Regions from separate parts of the Mus musculus genome. Here regions 1, 2, 3, 5 and 6 are each linked to region 4. The links are chromatin contacts, called in public Hi-C, HiChIP or PLAC-seq and promoter capture Hi-C maps. All regions are on one chromosome and are shown on one strand. Each heading gives the region's core, a stretch centred on a gene start, on an enhancer-like site or on the middle of the called end of the contact. The rest is flanking DNA. Distances are from core to core; before and after follow the strand shown.

Evidence for each region. Promoter capture Hi-C pulls out the DNA fragments that hold promoters and counts their contacts. A called contact is a pair of places that touch in the nucleus more often than the background predicts. HiChIP or PLAC-seq counts read pairs in DNA pulled down with a chosen protein or histone mark. Capture Hi-C pulls out chosen DNA fragments and counts their contacts.
Region 1: a contact with region 4 is called in a promoter capture Hi-C map of liver, with 2.8 times the contacts expected there. The contact joins the enhancer-like site here to the promoter of Usb1 in region 4. A contact is called at or near these places in 3 of 39 promoter capture datasets (liver and pre-B cells) and 1 of 115 datasets of contacts at active chromatin or transcription factors (large pre-B cells).
Region 2: a contact with region 4 is called in an H3K27ac HiChIP or PLAC-seq map of thymic regulatory T cells, with 12 times the contacts expected there. The contact joins the promoter of Amfr here to the promoter of Usb1 in region 4. A contact is called at or near these places in 1 of 39 promoter capture datasets (pre-B cells), 1 of 484 Hi-C or Micro-C datasets (regulatory T cells), 2 of 115 datasets of contacts at active chromatin or transcription factors (microglia and thymic regulatory T cells) and 1 of 9 other capture datasets (adipose tissue).
Region 3: a promoter capture Hi-C map of liver shows a contact between it and region 4, with 2.0 times the contacts expected there. The contact joins the promoter of Mt2 here to the promoter of Usb1 in region 4.
Region 5: a Hi-C map of CD8 T cells shows a contact between it and region 4, with 7 times the contacts expected there. The contact joins the promoter of Bbs2 here to the promoter of Usb1 in region 4. A contact is called at or near these places in 2 of 39 promoter capture datasets (liver and pre-B cells), 3 of 484 Hi-C or Micro-C datasets (CD4 T cells, CD8 T cells and pre-B cells), 1 of 115 datasets of contacts at active chromatin or transcription factors (thymic regulatory T cells) and 2 of 9 other capture datasets (adipose tissue and liver).
Region 6: a contact with region 4 is called in a promoter capture Hi-C map of adipose tissue, with 2.8 times the contacts expected there. The contact joins the promoter of Nup93 here to the promoter of Usb1 in region 4. A contact is called at or near these places in 2 of 39 promoter capture datasets (liver and pre-B cells), 1 of 484 Hi-C or Micro-C datasets (B cells), 1 of 115 datasets of contacts at active chromatin or transcription factors (memory CD8 T cells) and 2 of 9 other capture datasets (adipose tissue and liver).

What each region holds. Positions count from the first base shown.
Region 1 is chr8:94,188,953-94,192,734 of GRCm38.p6, reverse strand. No RefSeq gene overlaps it. Among named protein-coding and RNA genes, the nearest start is that of Gm39228, 7.4 kb to the right of the region's middle. Within about 2 kb of position 1,449, at least 150 of the 459 cell types and tissues checked have an H3K27ac peak or open chromatin away from gene starts, as enhancers often do. A contact at or near this core is called in liver and pre-B cells, where this site is marked.
Region 2 is chr8:94,010,615-94,013,986 of GRCm38.p6, reverse strand. It overlaps Amfr (autocrine motility factor receptor), which reads left to right and starts at 1,347. Exons shown (of 14, transcript NM_011787.2): 1 at 1,347-1,768. The coding sequence starts at 1,526.
Region 3 is chr8:94,170,457-94,174,095 of GRCm38.p6, reverse strand. It overlaps Mt2 (metallothionein 2), which reads right to left and starts at 1,478. Exons shown (of 3, transcript NM_008630.2): 1 at 1,221-1,478; 2 at 904-969; 3 at 529-760. The coding sequence starts at 1,248. The coding sequence ends at 669. It overlaps Gm39227 (a long non-coding RNA gene), which reads left to right and starts at 2,441. Exons shown (of 3, transcript XR_879107.2): 1 at 2,441-2,839.
Region 4 is chr8:95,330,741-95,334,168 of GRCm38.p6, reverse strand. Usb1 (U6 snRNA biogenesis 1) reads right to left here and starts at 1,885. Exons shown (of 7, transcript NM_133954.2): 1 at 1,704-1,885; 2 at 635-801. The coding sequence starts at 1,807. It overlaps Zfp319 (zinc finger protein 319), which reads left to right and starts at 2,358. Exons shown (of 2, transcript NM_024467.4): 1 at 2,358-2,648.
Region 5 is chr8:94,096,634-94,100,353 of GRCm38.p6, reverse strand. Bbs2 (Bardet-Biedl syndrome 2 (human)) reads left to right here and starts at 1,845. Exons shown (of 17, transcript NM_026116.3): 1 at 1,845-2,118. The coding sequence starts at 2,002. It overlaps Gm39226 (a long non-coding RNA gene), which reads right to left and starts at 812. Exons shown (of 2, transcript XR_879106.1): 1 at 164-812; 2 at 1-55.
Region 6 is chr8:94,213,140-94,216,877 of GRCm38.p6, reverse strand. It overlaps Nup93 (nucleoporin 93), which reads right to left and starts at 2,314. Exons shown (of 22, transcript NM_001357266.1): 1 at 2,247-2,314.

The sequences.
Region 1 (3,782 bases), core at 200-2,699, 1.1 Mb after region 4:
CTCCTGCTCTCTCTCTTAGACAAGGTCTCATTGTGTAGTCTCAGCTGGCCTGGTCCTTACTATCTCTATGTAGTGCAGGCTAGCCTAGAACTCAGAGATCTGTCTGCCTCTGTCTACTGAGTGCTGGGATCAAAGGCATGTGCTACTGTGCCTGGCCCTTTTTTTTCCCCCCTTGAGTGTCTCATTCTGTAGCCTAGGCTAGGCTAGCCTGGAACTCACCATGTAGTCTAGGCTAGATTGAACGTGTTGCAATCCTCCTGCCTAAGCCTCTTAAATGCTGGTGAGGGTCTAGAAGTCAGATAGAGCCCTGAGAGGCAGACAATAAAAAGAGAAGCCACCACTAGGTGACAAAAATGGCGAACCCAGGCTTCTTCTTTACCCTTCTGACCAAGGCCTAACATCTTTTTTTTTTCTTTTTTCTTTATTTATGTAAGTACACTGTAACTTTTTTCAGACACACCTGAAGAGGGCATCAGATCTCATTACAGGTGGTTGTGAGCCACCATGTGGTTGCTGGGATTTGAACTCAGGACCTCTGGGAGAGCAGTCAGTGCTCTATTAACCGCTGAGCCAACTCTCCAGCCCGGTTTATCATTTTCTAAGTCTAGTTTTCCGCTATTCCTGTCAACCTCATGGATCCCGAAGTCCTTTTTTAATGAATTTGCCTTGCCTAATTTACCTAGACCTCACCCCTGCAGCTTGTGCCCAGAGAATCCCAGATGGTATAGGGCTTGCTTTCAGAATTCACACAGTACGGTGGGTGCCCTCTCAGAAGATGTCCAGCCACCCCGCATCCCTTGAAAAATGAGATATACAGCATTTCCCATGGAAACGCAAGTCCCAGGCTTGGCCCACCAGTTCTTGTGGCTGCCATTTAGAATAGGTTCTTTACAGTCACACATGTCACTCTAGTTACACACACGCCCTGGGGGCCCTTTTGTTAGATGCTCCACGTGCATTTTGAATTTACACTCTTCAGAAGAGAGAATCTAACTGGTTTCTCTCTTTTGAACTACTATGGATTATATAGGGTTGGATAGGGTATCATGCCAAGCCCTCAGACTTAACTTCCTGCTTCCTCCGCTCATCCACCGACAGTTTCCCTGCTGTGGGCAAGACGTGGTCACGTGAAGGAGTGAGTGAGGGCCTTAAAGATGGCTCAGTGGGTGAAGGTACCTTTTAGCCAAACTGGGCGATCTGAATTTGATCCCTAGGACATGGTGGGCGAGAACTACCTCCTAAAAATGATCTCTGCCGTGCATACACTTGTCATGCCACATGCACATGAATGTGCGCACACACTCCCCCTAAGTGTAATAAACAGCGTGATTGGTGCGGTTCTGAGTTCCGCTTCCTCCCTCGGGGTGTCTAAGCACCACTGCACACTCCGGGGGTCAGGATGGGGGCATGAAGCGGACGGAACCCGGAAGGGTTGCGTCAGCAGGATCTCGGTCCAGCTGTGAGTTGGGGGCGGGGCTTCTCCGAGGATTTCAGAGTTAGAGCTCTTTTACATGGTGTTCAGTGACTCAGCTTTCTTAGCAGATGACCTGCAGCGAAACTGCTTGCTCCTTTAAATTAGAGGTGAACAAAGGTCATATGAACTGTGAGGAGTGGTTTTCAGGGTGAGAGTAAATTATTGGCTGTGGCGGGGGTGGGGGGTAGGGGGTGGGAATCGGAATGCTTCATTTACATGGAGAGGAATTCCAGGTGCTTTGGAGGCAGGTTCTTAATGGGAGAGATGGAAGTTGAACCTTGGCCACGGACTACATGACTTTCCAGGGGTAGAGGATATGTGCAGGGTCTTGCTCTCCAGATAAGGTCAGGCAAAGAAGGGAAAGCCCCACAGAGAAAGGTAGTCCTCCACTTTGTGCCAAGCTCAGAACCTATCTGGACATGGTGGACTGCCGACCTTAATTGTAGGGTCTTCCAACAAGTAGAGATGTCTTCTGACCTCGTGGCTTCTCCCAAGAGGCCCACACATCTGTCTTAGCTTATTCCATACCAACTACCCTAAAGTCGGGGGGGGGGGGGGACAGGAATGGAGCCATTTAAAGATGGAGATGTTCAAACTGTAGTGGTCCAGCTCAGAAGCAACGCTCTGACGTGGTAACTGATCCCCAAATAACACGATGTAGGTGCAGCTTGCCAGGACTGTAGCCATCTTGATTATCCCTGTGACTATCCTGGAGTAACCCTAGTTAGTGGTCACTGCACAATTTCTTAGCAAACCATGAGTTGATAAGGTGGAGTCATTTATGAGACTTTGCAGTCAGACTGGCAGGATGCACCCGGCTCTTCATGATCATCTTAAGATAAGCCAGCTACCTTCCAGTAGTGTCAAGTCACTTTTGTTCAAGCCTTTAAACTCCCAACTGAGTCAAAATGTGGGATGCCAAATTGGACATTCTGGTGCCTGGGTCCACACTTCTGTCCGTAAATTCCCCCAGTAATTGTCACTCGTTAATTCTAGATGTGTCTGCATCTCTTTGACCTCACAGCCCCTTGTCCTCATCTTTTAGGACTGGGTTGTTCTGGAGGAAACAGAGCCTTGAAGACTTCTATCAGGGGGTCTGTTATATTTATATTTCCTCTCCTCTTGGAAGCTGAGTGGGGTTGGACCTGATTAGTATGTGACTGGCAGACAGTATCCGATACATGCTCATTTAACTTAGAGCACACTTATAGATTGCCTGCTGACTGCCACACACCATGGCTGGATGAGAGGGAGAGAGTCCTGAGTCCCTGATATGTGCCAGGGACTGTTCTAGACACATTCAGGTTCATGGCAGCCCCGTGTGCTCCCCATGATGAGACATGGGACTTGGCCACATGTCATCCTAAGACATGTCCCCAAGACAGGCTACTTGACATCCTAAGTGGGGGAGTGGGTCTAGCTAGCTAGGCAGCCTGGCTCCACAGCCCATGTTCTCAACAACTTGCCAGGTTTTTTCACAATGGTGTACCGAACCTTCTGAAACTAAGCAAGCCGTTCTAAAAATACCCACGCCAAAAGCATTCAATTTACCGTAATCTTATCTCACAGAGGTCTACAATCACCCTGTTCTGCACAGGGTAGAGGGTAATTGAGGATGACCTTTCACACAGGACTTGAAAAAGAAAAGGCTGCACGTTAAATGACTGGTTGTCAGGCCCTGGGAAGACATTGTGTTCCTATCCCCTTAGAGGCTTGGCAGCTGTACTTCTCCAAAACAGAGTTACCAAGGAGCAATGGCTGGGTACGTTTGAAACCCTGGCACCGCCGCTTGCTTCTAGACCAAGACAGAAAACAACACGCCCTTGGCCATGGTCCACAAGGCTTTACCCCAGATTCTTTTGCAGGGAAACGGTGGTTGGGAACAGCATGCCAGCCACACTGGTCAAGCATGCAGAACCAATAGGAGGGTATATCTGCCTGAGTTGGTTTCCATGACAACGGGACCAAGCACAATTCATAGCACGCCATATCAGGTACCTGGGTAACTCTACCATACAGGCATTACCATGTTCTCTCTGTCATCAGTACAGGCAGCCGCATACATGGTTGGGAAAGTGTGTCCAAATACCAGCTTGCGTGAAAAACAAAAAAACATAGAACTACTCAGGTGTGGAGGCTGAGCGTAGAAGAAGGATGAGCACATAGAGAGAATAAGTTTAAACAAATACAATGAGACACAGATGTGAAAATACCATAATGTGTGCTGGAGAGATGGCTCAGCAGTTAAGAGCCCTGACTGCTCTTCCAGAGATCCTGAGTTCAATTCCCAGCAACCACATGGTGGCTC
Region 2 (3,372 bases), core at 98-2,597, 1.3 Mb after region 4:
ACAACTTGGGGGAGTTATGAGAATCAAACTCCAGTTTGTAGCAAATGGTTCATCTCACAAGCCATGTTGCAAATGACTGGGAACGAACCAAAGGGAACTATATTGTACAAAGACTCATGATGAGATGTTTTTAAGAATTATAACAGTGGTTAATTTTCAGATTTAAAAGATCTATAGAAATATTTGGCATGAAAAAATACTACAAAGACAATTTCTCCACATTAGAAAATTTGGAAAATTCAAAGCTGTTTACAGAGCTACATTCTGGGATAGGCACTAACACATGGCTCGGGGATATAATAATTAAAAACTGTACCCTATGTTATCTTATGTAATTCACATAGATATAACCTGCTGTTTATAGTGTACAATTCAGTGACTTTGAGTGTATTCATAGTTGTATAACAGCAACTTTAGAAATTCTCACTTCAGGAAACTAGTACCCCAACCTGTCACTTCTTTAGCTGTCACCTCCAGTTCTTTCAAACTCCCCTTCTACTCTACATTGCATGCATTTGTCTTATCAGCGTGGTCACACAGAATTTAGATATCTGTGTGTGGCTTGATTCAGACATCGTCAACATTCTCTGATATTGTAGCATTATCTGTACTTTATTTTCAAACGCTATAATTCGAGGTTTGCCTCTCTGGTTTTTAGGAGTAGTGCTACTGTCAGCCTCAATGTAGGGACTTTGTGTGGGTGTCTGTTTTCATTTCTCTTGGATGTTTACTTAACAAGCAGTGTAACTGCCAGGACGAAGGTCACCCTTTGGTTTACCTTTTAGGAACAGGTATTTTCCAAGAAACTAAGCAGCATTTGACATTCTTACTTGTAGCTAAGAGGGAACAGATTTTTATTTCTGGTTAAATTGGTTCCTCCGTTTTAAAAATATTCTATCTCAAGGCTTCTCTTATTTCCTAAGCATCATGTCGCTTCTTTAGGACACCAAGGAAGCCTCTAGTCTACAGGGTGGTGGGATGGCGGGTTTACCAGCTTTGGCGGGGAGGAACAAGCGACAAGTGGCCAGGGGCAGGGGTCCCGCACCCTCACCCTGCCGCCTGACCACGCACACAGGCCTGCCGTCATTGCCTACGGGCCAGGCTCACCCCAGAGCCCGGCTCGGGTGCGCTCGTGGCTTCAGTGGGCCCAGGGTCGCCAAGGATGCTGCAGGGGGCCGGGACGCGGGGCCCCAGGCCGGGTCCTGTGCTCTCGGGGTTGCAGAGCGCCGGCTGTGGGCGGGGGACGAAGGCCGCGCCCCCGCGCCCGTCCCGCCCGCGTCCCGCTAGGGGCGGCGGCCCGCCCCGAGTCCGCCGAGGCTCTTCCGCGCCGGCAGGGGCAGCAGCGGGAGCGGCGCGGGGCGGAGCGGCGCGAGCAGCTAGGAGCGGCCCGGCTCGGCCCGGCGCAGCGGCGGCGGCAGCGGCAGCGGCAGCGACGCCAGAGCCCGTGGGCGCCTTTCGCAAGGCCGCCGCAGGCGCCTGGCCGCAGCGCGGGAAGCCTCGGGGGCCGGAGCCCGTCGCTGCCGCCATGCCGCTGCTCTTCCTCGAGCGCTTCCCGTGGCCCAGCCTCCGCACCTACACGGGCCTCAGCGGCCTGGCCTTGCTGGGCACCATCGTCAGCGCCTACCGCGCCCTCAGTCAGCCGGAGGACGGCTCGGGTGAGCCGGAGCCGCTAACGGCCCCACTGCAGCCCGAGGCGCGCCTGACCGCCGGCGGCCCCCGGGCCCGCGACGTGGCCCAGTACCTGCTGTCGGACAGCCTGTTCGTGTGGGTGAGCGAGGCTGCGGGCCGGGCGCGGGGGCGGGCGGCCGGGCGGGAGCCGCCATGTCACCCATTATCCGCAGGGGGGCGTGGCCGGGCCCTGACCCCGGCCTCCTCGGCCCGGGGACCGCGGCCCTCGCGTGGGGCTCGAGGCCCAGCGGCGCTGCGAGCGTGGCGGGCCGCGGAGAGAAGGTGTCGGGATGCCGGGGAGAACAGTCGAGGCAAGGGCGGTCGGACCCGCGGGCTCCAGGGCGGCGGGGTGCGGCGACCCGAGGCTGTGAGAAGCCGCGACACGTCCGGTTTAGCTCGGCGTTGTTGGGGGCGGCTCGCCGACGAAGAGAAGGCCGAAGTTAGGGGGACATTTTACTCTTCGCCAGACAACTTCGAAATGGTGCTATTTGTCAATGCGTTAGTCCCGATGGGCGCTATTTAACGAAGCAAACAGACCAGCTACGTCCTTTTATCTCACCCCCAACCACCCCCCGCGATGGTTTGTGACTGTTCCCTTTTTGACAGAAAGCAGCAAAACACTTTCGGGTCGGTGTGGCAGCCCCTCCTTTGAACGCGATTCCTCCGTTTAGCGATCCATTTTGAAACAAGGGTTCTAGTTTGTCTGCCGGTGCGAGATAAGCAATGTCCACATGCCACAAGTACTGGCTTCGTTTGTTACATCATTTTAGGCTGGGCAGATCTGAGAAAATTTTGCTCTCACCTTGCACTTGAGTGCCTCTTCTATGAACCCTCAGAAATAGGAAAAGTTGCTCCCGGATTTAAAAAATTGTCACTTGGATTTCCTGTGGCTTGGTGGGGATCGTATCTCCCCACACGGCGCCTAGAGAAGGCTGTAAATGACTGAGGGGTTAATGTTATAAGTTTGTAGAACTATAATGCAACTCATTTGTTGTAATTATTCCCACTGTGCTTCATCAGGAAGCAGCGGGATTTGTGAACTTCGTGGGCTGCAGATGACGCCTCCTGGTCCTTTGGTGCATAGTTTCATAGAAGGCAGTGAAGGGCAAAGTTCCCCTTTCTCTACTCCTAAGAAAAGATGAACTGTTCGTCTTTAGGGTAAACAACTTAGAATTATTATGTTGGGAGTGCTTTTGACAAGGGTGAAGACTATAGTGTATGTAGTCGTTGATACCTTGTTTTAAGCTGGAACCATTATTCTATTACTAGAACAGCCAATAGTATTGTTTAATGTTTTTTTTTCGTAAGTTTCTTCTTGCAAAACCCACGTTCAAATTCCAAGGTTAATAACATTTCATAAAACATTAATCTAAGGCCTTCCCTTTGGCGTTTCTGAGAATTGTCATTTTAAAGAATGTTCTTTTTCTTTGCACAGTCTTACCTCATATAGATTGATCATTCCTTCCCCTCCTTTGAATCCTTATTTCTCAGTTGAGCTTTATTCGGTTTTCTTGCATGTCCTCTGGAGTTTTGGCACTCATGGTGTCTGCCCAGATCTATCTTGTGTGTGCTGTGAGTTTTGTTTATCGTTTAGTACTTACTTTGCGCAGCTATGCCTCACACTCTTTAAAAACCTCCCCTGTTCCTGGCAGGTAACACTGAGTGTCAGTGTGGTGGGCCTTTGTCAAAATGGATGCTTCTTGA
Region 3 (3,639 bases), core at 229-2,728, 1.2 Mb after region 4:
GTAAGCCCAGAATTTATAAGTCTAAGGCAGAAGCTCAAGGACAGCTTAGGTTACACAGTTAAGATCTGGCCTCAAAACCAAAGGTCACCAAAATTTGAGACCAAGCTGGCTTCAGAGTTAGTGGTCCTTCTGCCTCAGGCTCTCAAGTGTTGGGGTTATTACTCGTGGGAGACGTCATATCTGACTCACTCCCATTTTTATTTACAGGTATTTCATACTTTAAGCCTAAAAACCGAAAATAATTAGGGGTAGGGATGTGGCGCATTAGAGCACCTGGGTTTAGTAAGCAGGAAGCTTTCGGTTTAATCCCCAATACACACACACACACACACACACACACACACACACACACACACACACACACGCCCAGTAGGAATGGCCCATTTCTGTGACCAATGCATGCTTCTGCATGACCACTTTCTAGGCGGTCAAAGTCCAGAGAAATATAATCCGACTAGCTCAAATTCAGCTGCTGCAGTCCCATCTCAACGCCTCTGCCAGCCCTTAACCAATGCACAGAGACAAGCTGAATTAATCAAGTCAACGGCTTTTATTGTCAGTTACATGCTTTATAGAAAAAGTTGTGGAGAACGAGTCAGGGTTGTACAAAAAAGGCTAGGCTTCTACATGGTCTATTTACACAGATGTGGGGACCCCTCCGCCCCCCTTCAGGCACAGCAGCTGCACTTGTCGGAAGCCTCTTTGCAGATGCAGCCCTGGGAGCACTTCGCACAGCCCACGGGGCAGCAGGAGCAGCAGCCTGTGGGGAGAGAAGAGTTGAACGTGAGCGAGAAACCTTGTCAGAGGCACACCACCTGAACGCTCCCGGGAGGGAAGGCGCGGCGCGGCGGGCTAGGGACCCCAGGAGAGTGACGGGGAAATGGCAGAGAAGATCCAACTTACTTTTCTTGCAGGAAGTACATTTGCATTGTTTGCATTTGCAGGCGCCAGCGCAGGAGCAGGATCCATCTAAAAGTAGAAGGCAGTCAGTGAGCGCGGTTGAGTGGGACCCGGGAGTACCTGAACGCTGTTCTCCTAGGAAGGTGAGGCAAATCACCCGGGTAGGCGAGCCACTATCTCAAGGACTAGTTTAAAGGAGCAGGAGTGCTTCAGAATTCATTCGGAAGGGGTAGCCGGTCGTACCCTTAAAGTAATTACTAAAGGAGGGGCCAAAAAGCCTGTCTAGCTCTCCCAGAAATCCCGTCAGCAGTCCCCCTTACCGGAGGCACAGGAGCAGTTGGGGTCCATGGCGAGTGGAGGCGGCGGTTGAAGATCGACGAGAGATCGGTTTGAAGAGTTCTAGGAGCGTGATGGAGAGAAGCACGCGGAGCGCGACCTTTATAGCGGAGAGTATTGGGTCGAGCGCAAAAGCTCCGCCCGGGTGGAAGGCACCATGCACGCGCCCCCGCCGCCTGCACACGCCCTTTTTCTGGCTCAAGGGATATGGCCAGCACACGCCCCTGGGCCTGCGCACGACCCGAATTCTGCAAGCGGCCCTCTTTTTGCTCGTGGGACAGAGCCTGCACACGCCCTCCCCCCACCCCCCGCGCTGAGTCACACCCCCTTTCTCTGGGCTCAGGGACTGAGAGCAAAGGAGCTGAGCGCAAAGGGTCTGCGATCCGGTGGGAACCGGTTCCAGGACACCTGCTTGCTCCCGCGCGCGCCCTTTGCGGTGCCCCGGGGCCCGAGGGGCCGGGTGCAGAGGCGATGCTGAGCGACGAGACCTCTGGCCGCCCAGATCACGCCACGGGGACACAGTTTCCGCGCATGTCTTGTGTGCTAACCTGGGTGAAAGCGGGGCTTGGAGACCCTGCGTACAGGAAAACTTAGCTGGCAGTGTGAACCGGTTACAAAAACCAGCCCTACCCCTGGCTTAACTGCTGTTGGTGATGTACTCCTGCCCCCCTGCGTGTCACGTGCTGCGGGCACCGTAAGAGCTGTCGTTTTTCCTTACAAACGCTGGTTGGAGTGTTCATTATTCTCACCGTAGAAAAGTGGAAACGGAGACGCAGTCACATAGTCACTTGCCCAAGATGAGTGTAGGGTTCGAATCCACTAAGGCACCAGCCAGTTGTCAAGAGACTAGAGACCATAGACACAAGCCTTGTGCTAAGACTTACTCTTGGGGGGCGGGGGGAGGGCAGCGAGTGACAGGAAAAAATGGTGGGGGTCTTTGCTGGAGGTGGAATTCAAGAGAACGAAAGCAGTCCATTCTGGGAGGATATGGACCAGGGCCCTTTGCCAGGGTGTTTGCCAAGTAGGAAGGGCCAGATGGTGGTGTTCTGAAACACACGGATGGAAAGCCCCACGTAACCCGACCCACCTCCACCCACGGGTGGATGCTGAGGGGAAGGGTGGAGATGGCAGCCAAAATTTCTTCCCCTGGAGGTACATGGTGTTTCCCCACTTGCTTAAGTCTGCTGAAATCAGACTGGAAGTCATAGCTGGAATGTCTGTGTCATCTGCAGAGCCAGGAAACTGGTGCCGGAAGCTTCCCGGCAGGCCGACTCGGATACTTTCAACGGAGGCTGTGGGTGGGTTGTAACAGGACAGGCTGTCCTCGCAGCTCTTAGTGAAAACTGGGGCAATGCCTTCTTGACTCATTCCAGGCATTACTGGATGCCCACGGCTGTCCATGGATTGTGTGATTAAACACCGTGTCCTTTCCCTTCCTGGCACTTTCTGTGGCTGCCCTGGCTATGAACTTGAACCGGATTGATTTCTGGGCTCCCGTGCTCCCTTTCCAGACTGACCCCAGAGCAGTCTTTGCTGTAACTCCAGCCTCAAGCCAGGATGTTGTTGGCAGTCACCGCTGGCCAAGTCCCGTAAATTCATGGAGGTAACTAACCCACGGTACGGTTATTCCTGCCCAGTTCTCACTTCCCGCTAGGACTTAGATTTTGAAAATGGAAGTACGTCGTAGACTGGATGTATCCGCCAGTTCCTTTAATCAGAGCACTCAAGAGGCAGAGGCACGTAAATTTCTGTGAGTTCAAGGTCAGCCTAGTCTACATAGTGAGTTCCAGTCCAGCTTTGGCTATAAGGTGAGACCCTGTCTCAAACAAACAAAAAATACAAGCAACAATGAAAAAGGAAGTCAAGTTTGAATGATGTGACCCAGGCTTGTAATCTTAGCACTCAGAGGCCCAGCCAGGATTGTGAAAGTCAGGCTGACCTGGGTATATACTTATTGTTAGTCTTAACAATAAATAGATAGACGAATAAGGGCTAGGAATGAAGTGTAAGGTCGAGGGCTTGCTTAGCATATGTGAGACCCTACGTTTAATCCCCAGCATGACATTTTAAAAAATATATGTGTAAATAAATAAAAGCTTGAAGAAGTCACCACCCTGGTATCTGTCATTCACCGAAGCAAAAAACACCACAAAGAGGAGGGAAAACTAAGCTTCCAGAAAGACAAATCCTGATGGAGTTTGGCCCCACATTTGCTCTTGGGGTACTTCTTCCTTCTTTGCCTCCCCCATTCCTTCTGTCCCTTCGTTTATCCCAGGCATTGAACTCACATATGTAAATGCTTTATCTAGAAGCGTACTACCCCCCCCCCCGCCCCCCGCCAGCCTGAGTGGTTCAGAACCTCAATTTATACATTTGTCAAAGAGTCAGATGGTACCAAAACCC
Region 4 (3,428 bases), core at 636-3,135:
GAGCACTCATGAACATAAAATAAATAATACCTAAGAAAAAAAGATTAGCCATAATATTAAATGTTTGTGAAGTTTGGTGATTATAATGTGGGCTCAGGTCAGGTGGTAGTGGCATACACTTTTAAGTCTAGCATCTGGGAGGCAGAGGTAGGCAGATGTCTGAGTTCTGGGACAGACAGACAGGACTACATGGAGAAACCCTGCCTCAAACAAACAAACAAACAAACAAAAAATGAAATGAAATGAAAAATGAAAAAACCCACAAAATTAAAAAACCCACAAAACAACAATAGCAAAAAAGTGGGTTCATCTGTTGTAATATAGCACTCTGGATGGTGGATACTGGTAATGGGTGAGTCTACACAAAATCAGAGCCACCATTTTGTGTATTGTGCTAATTGGCATAGATTATCTGATTTAATCTTCCAAAGAGATAGATAGCATCACCCCCACTTTAGAGGTGCAGAAATGAGACACCCAGTAGCTGACAGAACACCCAGTGCAGGAAGGTCTACTTCAGCAGTTAGGCAGTCCATTGTCTCCTCAGGTCTGCGGTGGGAGCTGAGTCCAGCACACAGCAGCCCTGGTGTCTTCCTCCTAGCCAGAGCTAGAGGCACTTTAGTCAGTGACTCACACGGTATGTAGATGTGGGTGGCCCAGTTGCCCCGCTCATGGGGAAAGGTTCGGATTCGACCGCCATGCTTTGCACTGTCGTCCTCAGGCCCTTCCTCTGTGCTGGGGAACATACTTAGCACACTGTCAGGCACTGGAAGCTTCTCACTGGGAACGGGGTTCTGGCCACTGCAAAAGAAGAACACACATTTATCCTCATTGATACCCCTTTGAACAACGGTAGTTCTAAGCTGTTATGCACAGTGATTCTTACCCACACCAGTCTTGCCATGTTGGCCTCGAACTTGATCCTCCTCCCTCAGCCACAATGGCTGAGTGTTCATTTCCAGGAAGGGGTTGAGCTTCTACTAAAGAACCATAGCTTTCTAGAACTGCTTAAGTTTCCTAGCTGGGAAGGCAGACCTCAGCTGGCTCTTGGTCCCCATGGAAACATTTCAGCAGGTAGCAGTGTGGCTTGGAGGTCCCTATTAGATAGTTGGACAGGCCTGAACTCAAGTAGCTCTGTGATCTTGGCTTACATTAATTTCCTCACGTGTAGAGCATATTTTTACTTGCTAGAGCTCTTGTGCAATGAACCGACACACTACAGTCAGCAAAGACCAGTATTTAAGAACCTCGAAGATTTAAGCCTCTTGGCGCATGAGATTTTCATGGGTTTTTCAACAGGCTGGTGTCTCCAGTCTACCGTGTGGCTCACGGTGGCTATTCATTAACCATTTACTAGACGAACGAAAAGCTTGGGTTATTATTGCATAGTGTTCAAACGAGGAAACATCTGGGAAGAAACATAGTTGCTTTCCAAAAGAGAAAAAAAAAAAAAAAAAACGCACCAACGGAGAGGGCTGGACTTGAACCCGTGTCCTCACTCCCAACTTTGCCTTAGCCAGGGTGTGTGTGTGGTAGTGCCATTCCAGGGCTTTGTCCAGGGTGTGTCCTGAATCCTTTCCCTCGACATCCCTTTTTCTCTTACCGGGGAACTGACCCACCCTCTTGGTTCCCCGGGAGGCTCGGGTCCCACTAGGGTTTCAAAAGAATCTACGCTCGAGAGAGAAAAATTCCTCGATCCTCACCAACGGTGGAAGCCAGTACCCGGTTTGCTCCGCCCCGCGGCGACAGCCTCCGCTTCATCCTCTGAACCGCTGCTGCTGTAGCCCACCAGGGGCGCCGAGCTCATGGGGCCTCGACCACAAGCCGTGTCCACCGACAACCTGATCCGACGCCCGGAGTTCCTCTGAGCCGGAAGTGCTCTGTGGGGGGCGGGACCTAGAGTAGCTCCACCTCGGGGCGGGGCCTGGCGACCCGGGGGGCGAAGCCCAGTGGAGCTTAGGACGGACGGCGGCCACCGCCTGTGCGGTAAAGGCTGTAGGAGGCGGCCTTCCGGATCACTCCGTCGCCCCAGTGTGGGTTCCACAGGTCTGCGGGTCTGTTTGCCAGACTTGCAAAAAGTTGGAGTCTCAGGATCCCTCTTGAGAGCGAGCTGAGCCGCAGGTCAGCTGCAGAAGACCGGAGAGTCAGGTGGGGCTGCGGCGAGCCGGGGATGAGGATCCCGGCTCCTCCGCGACCGTAGGCTCCGGCGAGCGGATCCCGAGGCTCCAGCCCCGCCCCTCCGTACCCACAGGCTCGGGCCAGCGGGGCCGCGGGTCCCCGACAGGGGGCGGCCTCGCTCCGCGCCGCGGGCTTCTCGGCAGCCGCCGCCCCGGCTGCCGCTCCTCCCCCGGCCCCGCCTACCCGGCCTCGCGCCGACCCTCTGTCCGCCGGTCTCTGCAAGACCCGTCGGTCTGTCCGCTCGCCCGTCCGTCCGCTGCCCCGGTCCCGCTAACCCGAGTGCGCGGGTCGATTCGTCGGTTCCGGCTGCTGCAAACCTGTCTCCCGACTCCGCGCTGCCTGCCTCTGCTACGCGAGGCCCGGGGATTGGCAGGACGCGTAGGCCGCGCCGCGGCGGATGGAGCCGGAATAAAGAGGCGGCAGAGAAAGCAGCTGGTCTTCGCTTGTCCCGCGCCTGACCCCTGGAGCAGGTGAGTGGCAGGGCACCCGGGACTGCATCTGGGGGCCACTCCAGTAGCCCCTGCACCCAGGGAGAGCCTCCTGAGCTCCGAGGCGATCCAGGCTGGGCCTGGAAGTACAGTTGCTTCCCGGGCACCGTTTGAGGCTCTGGGGCCTTCCTCGGCCGGAACCACCCCCTTTTCGGGACGCAGTGGCTGGGCCATCCGGAGCAGGAGCTGACAGCAGGCAGCCCAGCTGGGCCTGATGGGAGGAGATCAGCTTTCATTCGGTGACTCTGAGAGGAAAAAGGGCTAGGGTGGGGCGCGGGTGGGGGCTTCTCTTTGCCTTTCCTCTCCACTTCTCTCTCCAGCTCTTGTGCAGTGAGCTAAGAGTGTTCCTGGCTTCTCCTTACTGGAGAAGGGTCAGGGTAGGCAGTGGGGTTGCTCTAGGAGGTGGGGAGTGGGGGCGGCTGATGGGGCTGGCAGCCATTCATACCAGGAAAAATAACACACAGTTGGATTAGTACAGCTAGATCAGACAGTGTTCCGTGCAGTCCACCGCTCCTCTCTACCTTAGGAACGCTAAAATGGCCAGCTGTGGTTGGTTGGTCGTACTCCTAGGTACTACCCCAAATCAGCAGCCTCTTTATTCCCTCCCTTCCCAGAAGATGCTGAGGGTGACAACTTTTAGCTTGATTCTTAGGTTTCTTTAAGAGAACAGTTAGAAGCCAGCTGGCTTATGGGAACATTCTCTACTTTCCTTCCCTTAAAGAAAACTTGCAAACTTTTAAATCTATAAGCAGCTGAGAACCT
Region 5 (3,720 bases), core at 596-3,095, 1.2 Mb after region 4:
AGTTTAGAGTAGCATCTTCAATTGGTGCCTATGGCTGTTTCTGTCTTCTCTCCCTCTTAAAAGGATACATATCATTAGAATTAGGGGCCACTCTAATCCAGGATGACCTCATTTCAAGCTCTTTAACTTACATCTGTAAAGACTGCTCTCCAAATAAGGTTACCTGTTGCCACCAGCAGTGAGGTGTGTGCCAGAGATACAGCTCCACTCTGCCACCTGCAGCAGCCCAAGCACTGGGCACTCCTTTCTGAGACCTCCATCCAAGTGACAACAGGATTCTTGGTTTCACTGCAGCAAAGAATTCCAGGACCAGACAGTTTGAAGCAGTTGAAGTTTCCTGAGATTTTGGTCACCAAGATGGCTCAGCAGGTTAAAAACAACATGGCTGATGACATGAGTTTGGTCCCTAGAACACATGGTATTGTTTTACACACACACACACACACACACACACACACACACCATATACCATACATAATTAATGTAATGTAATATGCTATACTATAATATAAGCATAACGGGGAGGGGCTGGGAAGGAGTTTAAAAGAGAGGATAGGTGCTAAGGGATAGAATAATACATAGCCAAAAGCTTGGATGTGGGTTTCAAGAGGGAACGACTCACTTAGTATCTTATCAGCTACATAGACTGCTTAGTAGCTCTAGTTATATCTCAATGGGCTGTTAGGAATTCCACCCCACTCCCATCTTCTTTCTCTCTTTTGTTTTACTTTGAAAATTAGCTTACAAAGTAGCAGGTCTTTTATGACATTTTCATGCATACTATGGCTGGCTGATCCTTCTCACCTGCTAGTTCCTTTCTTCTACTCCCCCCCCCCCCCCCCCCCCCCCCCCCCCCCCCGCACATTTACTCTTCTTTCTTTCCCTTCTTTTTGATGAATACGTTTATAAGGTGACTTCACCGGTGCTTTGAGTAGAGTTTGCAATTTGCTAAGATGAACCGACTTGTCACAAGGATGTAAAGAGTTAAGTCACATCATTTATTTAAGTAGGGTTTCTTGTGAGGTCCCTAGCAAATTACAGATTTACAGCTGGCAAAGGAGAAAGGCCATGTCCGTTTAGTACTTAAGCAGGATTCAGTGCTTTTTCAACATTCTTAGTTGAAAGTCTTTTCATATAAAGGGCATGTTGTCTCTAGCTGAGCAACTTTGTACAAATGCTAATTGTCCTGAAAATCTTGACTCAGCTGGTGGAGCGCCTTAACTGGACTTGGGAGAGAAGTACTCTTTCCCTTCCCATGTCCCTCAACTTTGCATCGTTCTCTACTGCTTTATATTTACCACCTAAACTATTTAAATAAACTATACTCTTTACTTTTATCTTGAGGGGATTATTATTTTCGGGTTACTATTGACGTTTGCCTGGGCATAACAGCTAAAGCAAGGGATACACTAAGCACTTTAACGTTAGTTTTGTTTTGTTTTTTTAATCGTGCGTGTGCATGTCCTTGGAGCTGGTTTTCTGCTTCCAACTCGGGTCATCAGGGTTGGTATCAAGTGTCTTCACCCACTTAACTATCCGCCCCGTAAAGCCTTAGTTCTTGAACGAATGAAAGGGTGACATAGTGTGTGGCGTGTACGGGGTGCAGCTTGGCTGACACGCTACAGAGAATCCTGGGGAGGTACTGGCTTAGACACCGCCATCCCAGACGCCAAGGTAAGGCTTCATCTAACACTAATTTACAGCCGCAGTCCGAGGACAGACAAAGAACGCAGGCCAACCAGGCACGACGCCACTGCGCAGTCGCAGGAGCTAGTTGGGACTTGCGTAGCTCTGCCGCTGGGAGGGTCCGCGCAGGCGTAGAGAGAGTTGGCGACACCGATCGCGCTCTAGTCTGCGCTTCCGGCGCCGGGCCTGTGGCGTTCCGCAGTCCTGCGTGTATTTACCTCCTACTCCTCATCCGCTGCTAGGCAACCGGCCGGCCAAGCTGCTTGCCTTGCGCCTGCGTCGGGCATCTGTCTTCCGCCCCTAGCTGGCGCCATCATGCTGCTGCCTGTGTTCACTCTGAAACTGCGCCACAAAATCAGCCCCCGCATGGTGGCCATAGGGCGCTACGACGGGACTCACCCGTGCTTGGCTGCCGCCACCCAAGCGGGCAAGGTAACCGCTCCCACCCGGACTCCTGCCTCCTCCAGATCCCGCCCCTCACGCTGCCCCGCCCCCTGCCCGCATTGCCTGGCAACCGGTCGCCGCTGTCCTTGGCTCCAGTCCCATCAAAGTGGGATTTCAAAGAACAGCTTTGTAGCAGTGACGTTTTTTATCACCAGGTTCTCAGTGTTGAACAGTATTGAGGACAGATCAGGAACCTAGGGAAAAGAAGTCTCAAGAAAAAGGAGCGCTTGTCCAGGAGTAGCAGCGATTGCTGACTCCAGATTCATGCCCAGGGCCTCTGCTTGCCTCCAGGATTCTCTTCCATATTTGCCTCTTTACAGTGGAGGAAGCGGGTGGGGTGGGGACAACAACCCAATGTTAAATTCAGATTGTAGTTTTGGTCCTTGATCACGTACATTCAGATCTTATCCCCATAACCTAAGTGTTCATTAAATGGTTATTATGAGCCACATACTGAGAAAGGGGTGTCAGGGTCACAGATAAAAAAAAAATTCAGATTTAGACCCAGTTTGCAAACAAAAGAAATTGTGAAAGTGAGATTGAATTCTTGTTGTTAGACTCAGCAGGTATGCCAGGTACACAATTGCATTTGTGTAAGGAGTTTTCAAGACACTGCCATGTGTGTTGTATGTTACCTTATATGCTACTTCTAGGGTTCCGTAGCAGGAACATAAGGATTCGTTTAAATGGGTTATGATTTCATAAACTGGTATGGTGAAGTAAAATGCTGAACATTCGTCTTGGTATGTGATGCTACTAGTTAAGAGGCGCTACCAGTCCTGAGGTAGTGCTACACATTTGTTATTTTATCTGTTCAAGAGATTGGGATCATAAGTTCAAAGCTAGCCTGGGCAACATAGGAAGACCCTGTCTCAAAATTAAAATTTTAGAAGAAGGGAGTTCTTTGTCCAATTGTCACTTGGATAAAGGCATGCACTGCTAAGTTTGATGACCTGAGTTCTGTCCTAGGGACACACAACATGGAGAGAGATCTGACTCTTGTAAGTTGTTGTCATCTGACCTTCACATGTGCTATAGAGCCTGGACACACACACATACCCACACACACACACACACACACACACACACACACGAATATTCAAATAGTAATATTAAAAAGGCTGATGATGTAACTCAGTGGTAGAACGATTGCCTAACATACTCAACAGCCTGGGTTCAGCCTCCTGAGCTGCCCTTATCCCAGGCACTGACAAACATCCAAAAGAAGTTCGCATCCACATATGCATATGTGCATATACATGTTCGTAGAATGGAGTACTGCAATATAAGAGGCAACGATATCCCACTGGTGTTACCTTAACCCCTAATTTGAGGTACAATCATGTGCTGGACACTTTTCCTAACTCTGCAGATACTGCGATAAATGAAATTTCACCTCTAGAGCTTACATTTGAGAGAGTAAGCAGAGTGTATATGTATATGATATATCATGTCAGAATATGTAATAGGATATGAACTGTATATGGTATAGACACACACTGATACATATATTTAAATTATGCAATACTATGTAATGGTATTTTCTTTCTTCTCAGCACGGGCCAGTAGCCTTTGCTTCTTCTCTTGCTT
Region 6 (3,738 bases), core at 1,065-3,564, 1.1 Mb after region 4:
TAAGTGGCCATACTATAAGAGAGAAAAAAAAAAGACTGTTGCATCTCTAAATTCCATCCAATTCTTTCTCCAAACCAATTATTTCTAGTTGTCTATCTGATAGCTACTCCTGACTGATCTATGGATGCCAGCAACAATTCTAGTTCCTCACCTTGGGTCCCCACAACAGTCAATTTAGCCAGAAACCATCTGGCTCCCCTCTCCCCTGAGACTAGCCTATAACCAAGTTTACTTCTCAAAGCTCATGACAAGTCATGCCCTCACCGTTCCCCTCTGCTCTGACCTTCATGCCTTCCTCCCGATTACCTCAACAGTCTAAAACTTCCCATTTCTTCTAACACACTCTCCCTGTGGCCAAAGTGGCCATTCCAAAATATCTCCCACTTTAGACCAGTTGGGGCACCTCAACCTCAGTTTGTGACATGGTTGCATGAGGTGCTCTGTAAAACAGACAGCGCCATGCACCACCTTCAACTCTTCCCTCCTTCTTCAGTTGTACCCTGACACATCTCTGCTCCTCAGGAAGCCTGGCAGTTTCTTCCCTTCCCGCTCCTGTACCTGTCAAGCACACAAGCATCCCCACCACAGACAGAGAAGGCCCTCCCTACTTATTCTGAACCTTCTAGGCATTCTTCCCTAGCGGAGCAATTGTGACCACTTCTCAAACATCTCTTCCCGTAGAGGAAGGTTCACAGATATTTAACTCTGAATCCTGAGCATTGACCTAAGCCTGGCACATAATAGAACTAAAAACATGTTTGCTAATTAAAATGACTAGTGACCATAACAGAGTTGGGACCTCCTCCTGATCTTTACTCTGACACACACACAAACACCTCAAAATGCATCTACCTTATAGGCTCAGGGGTAAGAGAGATGGCTCAGCAGTTAAGAAAATCTACAGCTCTGTAGAGGACGCCAGCCCAGGTCCCAGCACCCACATCAGTGATTTACAGCTGTCTGTAACTCTAGCTCCAAGGAATCAGACACTCTCTTCTGGCCTCCACAGAAATATCCACATACATAAAAGACACACAAGAACACACAAATGAGAGGAAGAGAGGAGGGAGGGAGGGAGGGAGGGAGGGAGGGAGGGAGAAGAACCCAAGTTCACCACAGCTCCAACAGTTCAAGTCTCATGGTTTTAATATTTATGTTTATTGCTTATGTGTGTGATGTCTTCCCAAGAAAGAAGCCTGTCTCATTCACCACAAGCCTATAATATCAGTAACATTCATTTATTTGATATTTATTGAGCACCTACTTTATTGTGTACCAAACTTAAGTACTAGGTAGGCACTCATGTTCTACAGGGGTCGGGGAAGGACAAACAATACATAGGACAAATAAAACCTAAATGCTTAGGGGAAAAAAAAAAAGCAGTGAAGACAAGAAGAGTGAGGAAAGGCTTAGATTCTAATGGCCCTAGTGAAGACTCCAAGAAAGAGAGCAGACAAAACAGACATCCAACCACAAGAACAAAGCCCTTAAGTCAAAGCATGTCCTGCGGTGGTGTTGGGGGTGGGGAGAGAATGTGGGGTGTAACAGACATTGAAAGTATGGGTCACGTTATTTAAAAGCCTTACAGCTCACTACAGGGAGCTTATATTACTATTGTTGTTGTTATTTCTATGATTAGTATTACTGTTATTATTACTAAAGCGCTGACCTTTGCTTGTACTGAAAGTCATCTAGGGGGGTAGGGGTGGGGCAGGGTCTAATGTAGATCAGGCTGGCTTCAACTCGCTTTGAAAGCGACACCATGCCGCCCATGCTGTGATTTTCTTTCAGAAGGGACCCAATATACTTGGGCATCCCTTACAGAAGACAGGATACAGGGTACCCAGAAACAGGTGAGACAACCGAAGCGGCAATCATTAGCATCCTGTCGGATTCTCCGTAAAAGGAGATTAAAGTTGACAGGGGTTCGCTGGCCGCCCCTTCACCCGGAAGAGCCATTCTCTAGAAGAACGGCCCCCACGCCCCAAAGAGGGCAGTCAGGCCGGGTGACGCCTGGCAGCCGTGGGTGGGCGTGGCGACAGAGCACCAGTGGGGAGGACCACGCTCGGAAGAGCCTAGTCACAGCACTCGGCGAGCAGTCGCCGGCCGGCATGCCCAGCTACAGCAAGAGAGGAAGCACGAGCCTCTTCGAACTAGGCTCGGTGTTCTGCTTCAAGGCCAGGCCCCGAACTCGGGCCCAGGGTCGGCTCGGGGCCGCGTGGGCGCCCACACCTCACACACCTTACCTGCCTCCGTCGCCGCCCGCTGCCGGCTTCTTCACTACGCCGCCGCCGCCGCTTCTCGCGCCGCTCGCCCGCGCCTCCTGATTGGCTGAGGCAGTAAGCTCCCAGAAGCCCCTGCGCGTTGCGCCGCCAAATGAACTTTATGGAGACCCGCAAGAGGACACAGGCGTGGGGGCGGGGCGGGGCCGGAGGCGGGGCTGTCGCTACAAGTAAGTCAAGGAGCTCCGCCCTGCTCCCGCCCACGTGGTTGGAGTTGACAGTCCTAGAGGAAGCATTTCCGCAGTTCCCAATGCTGGGCAGACCCAGAGAGCTCGGCCACTCGGTGTAGAGCTTCAGTCAAGTGCCTGGGCCTGTTCTAGGTGCAGGGAACACGGTGACTTCCACAGCAGACAAGATCCCTGACCTCAAGCAGTTCTCAGCTTGGCCAGGGAAACAAAATATAGTGAATAAATGCAGCAGTAATTAGGAGAGCTAAGAACGGAAAAGCAAACTAATTGAAGAAAAATGGTCGGATGGCCAGGAAAGGTGTCATTCCAACTGAAAGGTGAAAGATAAAAACATGTTTTGGAGTTTCTCAAGGGAAAAGGCTGTCTTTTGGCAGCCTGAACAAGCAAGCTAGGCTGGCCACCTGCCCCGTTGGCCAATTACAGAAAAAAGCAGTGGTGATACCCAAAGAAAAGAGATTACTTCAGTGTGGCCGCGTTGGGAACAAAGTGTGTCACTGGGATATACAAGAACCCTTCAGGAGGTTCTTAGTCTAGTGGGTAAAAGAAATTTGAAAACAGGCGCTGAATGAAAACAATTTTGTTGGGAGTTTGAGAGAAAAATAACAGGACAGGCAAGCTGCAGGTCTCAGCAGCTGCTGAGAGGAGAGACCTGGATAGGAGGAGGTTTTGACAAATGTAAAAGAGTGTGGGGCTAACTGTAAGCACTCGTGTGTGAGTGTGTGTGTGTGTGTGTGTGTGTGTGTGTGTGTGTGTGTGTGTGTGTCCTGGTGCTCAAGGAGGCCAAAAGAGGTCATCAGATCTCCGGAGTAAGATTACAGGTGGTTGTGAGGCGGCATGGGTACTAGGAACCAAACCCAAAGTCCTTTGCAAGAGCAGTATGCTGAGCCATTGCTTTAGCTCCCGTAATAGCCTGTAATCGTTAAAGAGGCACTTTTTGGATTGCACAGTCTCGAACATGTCTAATCTTTCAATGAAGGTCACCGTCCTGACCTAATGAGGACCATGTGAACACAGGCCTAGGCAAGGTTGTCACCATTAATAATTCTAGTTTGGTAGATGCCTGTTTGATAAAGTGTTCTAGTCAGCTTTGCCTTATATGCTTATAAAACATAAATACAATTAACATACAAAGATGCCCACAATGATTAGCATTATAGCTGCACAGAACTTCTTTCTGCCTGCATGTGTATGTTTGTGGTATATATTTGTGTATGTGCAGAAGTATGTGGGCAGCTATGTGCACATGTGCTTGGAGGTCAAAGGTTGCT